2 separate regions of the Gossypium hirsutum genome follow, and region 1 is linked to region 2. Evidence: chromatin contacts called from public Hi-C data. All regions are on one chromosome and are shown on one strand. The core of a region is the stretch at or near the end of the contact, and the rest is flanking DNA. Distances in the headings are between cores, read along the strand shown.

Evidence for each region. Hi-C and Micro-C count contacts between places; a contact is called where the count stands out from the background.
Region 1: a Hi-C map of fibers shows a contact between it and region 2, with 2.1 times the contacts expected there. The contact joins the promoter of LOC107953202 here to the enhancer-like site in region 2. A contact is called at or near these places in 14 of 34 Hi-C or Micro-C datasets (anther, callus, cotyledon and 3 more).

The regions. Positions count from the first base shown.
Region 1 is chrD08:5,452,007-5,456,196 of Gossypium_hirsutum_v2.1, reverse strand. It overlaps LOC107953202 (U1 small nuclear ribonucleoprotein C), which reads left to right and starts at 1,731. Exons shown (of 5, transcript XM_016888439.2): 1 at 1,731-2,009; 2 at 2,114-2,156; 3 at 2,297-2,338; 4 at 2,430-2,682; 5 at 3,215-3,707. The coding sequence starts at 2,002. The coding sequence ends at 3,444.
Region 2 is chrD08:5,357,007-5,360,981 of Gossypium_hirsutum_v2.1, reverse strand. It overlaps the pseudogene LOC107953204. Among protein-coding and RNA genes, the nearest start is that of LOC107956517, 26 kb to the left of the region's middle. Within about 2 kb of position 2,216, at least 9 of the 9 cell types and tissues checked have an H3K27ac peak or open chromatin away from gene starts, as enhancers often do. A contact at or near this core is called in cotyledon, fibers and leaf, where this site is marked.

The DNA.
Region 1 (4,190 bases), core at 482-2,981, 96 kb before region 2:
ACATTATAATATTAAATTTATAAATTACATATCTATTTTGAGCCTTCAACCTTAAAAGCCCAATTCTTCCACAGGCCAACTTTTTTCAAAGGGTACTTTTAAGCTTAGACGGATTACTTCTATAATGTGAACATCAATTAGCTTTGGAGAAAAATACCAATTATATTTAAAGGGGTTTATAGTTTGATTAAAATCGAATTTAGTTTGGTCAGAGGTTAATTAATAATTTTTTGAAATTTTTATTATCAATTAATTCAATTCGAAATCGAATAATTAGTCAAATATATTTTTATATTAACAATGTATTTTTTTTGAACTATTAAAAAAATATTAGCAATGTATTTCTTTTATATGTTTTATATTTATTTTAACCAAAAGACAAAATGCCAAAAAAGACCTATATGCCGATTTTGAAATTTATTTAGCCTTTTAGACCTTTTTTAAAATTATTTATGGATATAGGCCGATTTTGAGGGAAAGCTCGCCTAGCACATATCAGGAAAGCTCACCTAGTTATAATTCATTTTTTTGGTTGGATGGTTAAATGCTAATGGTTTGTCTTTTATGTCCTAGGTTCAATTTCTCTCCCACTCATATTTATAATTTTTATTTCAGCTTTTTTTAAGCTTCTGCTTCTTTTTTAATGATTGTTTTTACCATATTAGCTTCCTTAGTTAAGTGGTTAAATATTACTGATTTCATCTTTGAGACCTAAGTCCATTTCCCCTTTTCTAAACACATTTGTAATTTTTATTTCATATTATTTCAAGTTTTTAAATTTTTAATTAATAATTATATTATTTTCAATTTTTTATTTTAATTCATCTTTTTAATTAATAACTCTTTTATTCACAAAATCAAATAATAAATATGTAATTATATAATAAAAATATATATTATACATATATCGTTATGTTAAAAATATTTGAATTTAATAACTCCTTTATATATAATATAAACATCAACTAATTTTTTTGATTATTTTTCTTTATATATAATATTTATATGTCAAATATTTATCTTCTCCGCGTATATTGTGAATATGGTGATTTTTAATATTATAAAATAAAATAATTATTTTTAATATAATTATTGTTTTTATATGTAAAATATTTCAAATATCATTGTTTTTTCATATAAAAATTAGAGGATCATAAATATTATAAAATAACTACACATATAAAAATTATATTTACTAAAAATAATCATATTTGTAATAATTATTTGATTTTATGAATAAAACATTTATTAATTAAAAAGATGAATTAAAATAAAAAAATTGAAAACAATATATTTATTAATTAAAAAAAATTGAAATAGTATGAAATAAAAATTATAAATATGTTTAGAAAAGAGGAAATGATTCTGGGTCTTGATGATAATGAAATCATTATTATTTAACTATTTAACTAAGGAAGCTAATATGTTAAAAAACATTCATTAAAAAAAATTAAAACAACATGAAATAAAAATTATAAATATGAGTGGGAGAGAAATTAAACTTAGGACTTAAAAATAAAACCACCAACATTTAACCACCCAACTAAAAAAATTAATTGTATTAAAAAAATCAAAAAAATTAAAAATTAAAAGGAAAAACACGTCTAACGAGATGCGTTTTCCCACACACTCCTTGAAAACAACATATTTCCCTAAATAAAATTTAAAATGGCGTAAAAAGGTAACATATCAACCTTATTTAGTTCAGAAATATATAAATTTTGATTAATTTGAACCAACTGAATTAACAAAAATATTTCAATAATAATTGGGTTGAATCGAGGGACTGAATACCCCTAATTATAACATAAGATATTTAATGAGGATCCTAAAACTGAATATAAACTACCATTAAAATTTCTACAGACAAACCCAAAATCCCCGTTCTGTTTTTCATTCTAAGTTTTTCTCTGTACTTGAGCTAGGGCTTTTGCTACGGTACCCTCTCTCTAGGGTTTTACGATCTTCAACCAATTAGCTTCGATTCTGAGTCGTTTCGCAATGCCTCGGTACGGATCTTTACAAATGCGTCCAATCTTAATTAAAGTTCTCGCTACGAACTAATTTTCATTAACAATTTATGGATATGTTTATTTGGATTCAAATTTTGCAGGTATTACTGTGATTATTGCGATACTTATTTGACCCATGACTCTGTAAGTTTCCTATTTCTTTTCTTTTGGGTCTTCAAATTTTTGGTTGAATTTTTCGAAAATTAATTAACTTCATTAGTTTGAGTTATCGCTTTTACAATAATTGATTACCGTTCTTTTTTCTTTCCGGGTTTAAATTTCAGCCATCAGTTAGAAAGCAACACAATGCAGGTTACAAGCACAAGGTAATTTGTAGAGATTTTTGTCTTTGTATTGATTAGTGTTGTGAGTTATACATTTTTTTCTTTTGCTGATTTTTTTTGTATGTAATTTTAGGCGAATGTTAGAACTTACTATCAGCAATTTGAGGAGCAACAGACCCAGAGCTTAATAGACCAAAGGATCAAGGAACATCTTGGTCAAGCTGCGGCTTTCCAGCAGGTTGGAGCTGCTTTCAATCAACATTTAATGGCTCAGAGGCCTCGACTTCCTGTTATGGCGATTCCCGGGGCTCCATTACCTGTAAACCAACCAATGGTCCCAGGGATGAGGCCCCCTGTTCTGCCAAGACCAATTCCAGGTGCCCCAGGTGAGATTCATATTAGCATATTTCGTGTTCTTGCTAGTATGGGGTTTCAGTCTTTGGTTAATAAACATATCCCATCCCGAATTGATGTTGCGACTTGTGATAGTGAACTTGAAGAAACTTTTGGATGCTTTTTTTTGTTTCCATTGAACTGCTTTTTTGCATACACCGTCTCATTCTTGGGCTGCACTATTCTGTAAATCAACCAATGGTCCTAGGATGAGGCCCCATAGTCTGCCAAGACCATTTCTAGGTGCTCCATGTAAGATTTCATACGTACTAGTATTATTTGTGTTCTTGCTGATACGGGGTTTGGCTATTTGGTTATTTGTATCATCATGAATTTATGTGGTGCTTGTGAACTTGGGGAATTTCTTACTTGTTTGCTTACCAATAGAGATGCTTTATATGTTAAGCACTTTATCTCGTTTGATTGGCTCTGGCGTCGGCTTTTCCATTATATAGATCTCAATTACAAACATAAAATGGAATTGAATTTGAAAATATTAAATTTTCATTTTGGTTTCGTTGCCAGGTTATATTCCCGTTCCAGGCATGCCACCAATGATGGCACCACCTGGTGCTCCTTTGCCTGGACAAGTAAATGGCCTTCCACGACCTCCTACATTGGCTCCCCCAACAACAGTTTCTGGAACTGTAACGACACCCACTTCTTCTAATGGAGCACCCAATCCTACTGCCCCAACAAGTGGCGGGTTTGACAATTTCAATGCCAACGCACAACCTTCTGAAGCTAATCAGTAATCTGGTAAAACCCACGTGCCTTCCTTCTGTACCTAAAGAGATTAAGCACGTGTATGCTGTTGAACATGAAGTTTTCCGATGATTACCGCTGTATGCTAATAGTTTTAGAAGGGTTATTTATGTATTAGACTTGAAGCATATGGAGAATGTGATAACTTGATAAAAGACAAACTTTGACATTGTTGTTTTTCTTTTGGCAGTTTTAAAGTCAATGTAGAAATTCAAACTTAAGCTGGGATTATGCAATGGTTGGTTTATGATTATCACAGTTTGGCATTGGTTTGGGATATGTGTATGTGCGTTCATATACTTGATTTATCAGTTTTTGAGGAGGGGGCGGGGGGGGAATGGGTGACGTTACTGATTTTTTTAATAATAAATGTGAGGGGTTTTTTTCTTTCCTGATGATTATAGGGAAGGAATTGCAAATGTTAGAATTTATAGTATATACAATCATATCAGATCCTGTAAGGATTGTTGCTTGAAGGATAAATTACATCAAAAGTCATTAAATTATTAATAAATGTAGGTTTTGCTCACTCAAAATAAAAAAAGTTACAGTTGTTCATTGAATTATTCAAAAGTTTTCATTTAAGTCGCTGGACTATTAAAATTGTTGTTGTATGGCCTTTACTGTTCGCTTAATTTGTGTCAACCGAAAGCTTTTTTCTTTTTCACTTTACGATTTAGGGTTTTTTTATTATCATGAAACAACTTTGAAGTCACGAATCTATGAACTAAAATTC
Region 2 (3,975 bases), core at 967-3,466:
TACAGGGACTGAAGGAGACTGCACCGGCTGATAAAATTGAGGTGCAGATGCTGACATTGATGTTCCAGATGGTTGAGGATGATGGAATTTACAAGTTATACCAAATTTGCACTGCCCCGTTTTCAAATAGTAGGAGCATTCTTTCTCACCCTGATAATGGATGTGCATCAAATTGATGCCTAGTTGTTTTAAGAATCCTAAAAACATATGAATAAGAGCTGAGGAAAAAGCAAGAAAAGAGTATACAAACCGGCCGTAATGGGTATCCATGCATGTTCAATGAAACATGGCTAAAGGATCCACCTCCATCTTTTGGATGATGGAACTTACAGGATGCACCAAATTTACAGGTTCCGGTTTTTAAATAAAACTGCACGTGCAAAAAGAGAAAAAGGAAAAGAAACAAGTTAAAAAGAGAGGTGCTTGCAGCTTTAATTAGCAGAGTTGACTCACAGGAAAACAATTTTGCATTTTTCAATAAACTAATTTACTCTTCTACCTGACATACAGGTTCCCCTGGTCGTTCAGGGTACTCCCCTGTTGCTCTTACTGCAGCCTCAACCTAAATGGCATCAGAACCAAATAAAAATAAGGAATTCAACTCTTGAAAAAAACTTAAAGCTGAAAACGAGGTAATTCCGGCCTCAGTTTAAAACAACAGGCTAGATGACCAAAGTAAATTCTCTTACATAGTCCAATTCTATCAAGAACTATCCTCAATTCATTTTTAACTATATATGAAGGTAGCAAATAACTTATTTGAATCATGTTATTCTATTTCCTTTGCAATAAATAAAGAACACGTGAGTTTCAACTTTTAATTTGAGGTAGGTCCAAGAAAAACAATTCCAAGGTAGACTTTACTTGCTTCTCTTACCACATAATAAAAAAAGAAATCTTTTGCTCAAAATATACTGAAATAACATCTACCAACTTGCTTGGCATCTGATAGTTTGGTATGAAATAGAGTGTAAGACATGAGCCAACAGAATGACCAGTGTTAGGGAAGTCGGTAAAGAAACACAGACTTAAGTTGCAAGTCACTCATCATTTAAACTCGGAACAGAGGATGTCAAGCATAACTTCTAAATTGTAGTTTCCTGTTTCTATTTAAAGGGAAACAATGCATTAAAAAAGGCATTTGCATAAAAGCCCCTTCACATGATAAGCAACAAATATATATTATATAAATGAAATTATCAGGAAAACATAATCAGTAATGATTGTTATACCCATAAGGACTCTAAGGATATTTTAGTAACTACCTGCTACTTATATGCCTTCTGTATAAGGTGATAGCCTCCATAAAGGCAAGCAAGGGTGACTCTCTACATTTTCCTCTTGTTTTATGTACATGCTCCCTCAAATTATGGAGTAATGACCGATTTGAGCTCCATAGTACGTGCCAGAGCACCAACTCCAGCACACCCCGACCATTTTAGTTTTGCAGGTTTCCTCACCAAAAGATTACAACCAATTTGGTCATGACAATAATAACTACCATATAAGAGTTTTCTTTCGATGTTGCTTCAGTTATGCACTATTATTATCAAAATGTACCATGATTAAACCGCATTGTTCACTTCCATTGTTCTTAATACTAAGTTCATTTAGTTACACCCCATTGTCACCAGTGAAAGTAAAATTCTCAGACAAATTATTCAATAACATTTCAATGCTGAACCAAAAATTGCATACAAAACTAAATAAACTAATGATTGAAAATTTTACCGCGGCACGGTTGCGGGGATGATTGTAACGGCAACTATTACCGTAACCACAAAACCCCGTTCGCATGTAGTAAACACAATCAGTCACCCCGAGCCGTTCCGGGTACGATTCGACGCCCCTCACCGACAATTGCCACCTCGATTCTGTACCACAACAAAAAAACATGAATAAAACCCTAATTCACTCTCCGCATTATTAATCGAAAAAAAAAACCCTAAAACAAGCTTTAACAGAGAAACATCATCACAATGCGAGTAGAAAGAGGAAAAGAAAAAATCCATACACATTGAAATGAACGGAAAAAAATACCTTCCAGTCCAGTTTCGGGCCCAGCGGGGCTCCATTCGGGTTGATAACCGGATTGAGACCCATTACGAGTCGGGTTACGACCGTACAACTCCATCGAAACGGGATTTGATTGTGTGGGTGGGGGCGAGGGTGGTCCGTAGAACAATAATAACCTTACCGACTTCGCCGGAAAAAAATCAAACAAAAAAAGAAAATGGAAGGTTCAACGGAGATAAATGGAATGTTCTAGAAAGATCGAAAAGAGCTCAATCGAGAGCTGAAATTTGCTAAGAAGAAGAAGAAGAGAGAAAAGAGAATCCTTTTCACTATGTGTGAGCTTTGCTTCTTTCGCTCTCTAAAAATACCGTACGGTTTGATTTTCGGAGGGTTGTTTTTTTTTAATTTTAGCCTTGTTTGATTATTTTATTTATATATTATTTATTATTTATTTCGTACCCGCCAAATAAAGCGCACCTGCAAAAATTGGTAAACATTTTTGGAACAGTGGCTCGGACATTTAAAAACAAAAAGGTAAATTCCCATGAATGGTCCCTGATTTATATTAATCTTTGTACTATAATTTTATCATTTCTAAATGTTTTGTTGTTCAAAATGTAGTTTTTTGTGTGAATTCCTTCAAGTAATTTGACATTGGATCAATTTTTTTCTTAAATATATCATGATGCAACATATAGACCAACTTTTTTTTCGTATAATTTGACAATTATTATATTTTTTTAAATGTGCAAAAAATTTGTTCAACTATATAAAATTGCTAAGTATATGTATTACGTCATCACATGTTTAAAAAAACATATCAATTCATCTAACATAATTAAGGAAAAACATTAACCTCAATATTGAAAATACATATTTCAAAAAAATAAATGAATTAAAAAGGATCAAATTATAATAATGAGACTCAGATGCGCATAGTGCAGGGACTTCGCATGAAATTTGGCCAAGCAAAAGCAGGTAACCGACACTTGTAGTAACTGAAATTACCTTGTAACCCTTAGATTTTGTTCGAGTCTAGTTCAACTTCTGGCTGGATAGTGATGACGTCAGTCCTGCTTCGTTGCATTTCATTAACTTGTTACATCATCCTTTTTTTTAATGATAATTATTATTTAATTTATTTAATCTTGCACTTACGGATTTAAAATGTGGATATTTATATCAAAATAACAACCGGTCATAATAACACATGTTAACTTAAATAGAGCAGCGATTAAAACTCTTGTTAGACACTCATTTGGCACGGAATTAAACCGTGTTACTCCTATCCCCTACCCCTAATATTGTATAAAAAAATTAATCATATAAACACATCAAATAAATAATACTAAATGCACTATAATTGTGCATGTTGTTATAATCAATTATGAGTTAGTGTCGAGTTGACTAACAACATATATGCAATATGTACAGAATTAAAATAAAAATGAACTTATGAATAAAAGATATTTTAAATAGGTAATGCACTCCAATTATTTATCATAGTATTGATATTTTTCTATAACAAGTTAAAAAGTTATCAAGTTAGTGAAAGAAAATTCAATATTAAATTTTTATTTTTTAAAAATTAAATATCAGGTTGACTTATTATACCAACACAATTAGTGACATTATTTATACACACGTATGTCCACATGACCAAAACCTGATGAGAGAAAACATTTTATGTTAAAATTTAATATTTTTTTAAAAGTTACTTTAGAATTATTATTAGTGTAGTGATAAATAATTTATTTATAAATCCATTAAACGCATATTCAACTCTTAAACATATTAATTTTAGTTTTTTATTTAAAAACTATATAAATGTATGAAATAATAAATAGGTCATCAAAATAGTAATAGTAGTCATTTAATAAATGAGTATATTAGTTATTTTTTAAACGAATTGGTACCTAATTAACTTGTGACATTAACTCAGTCAATATTTTTATTAAT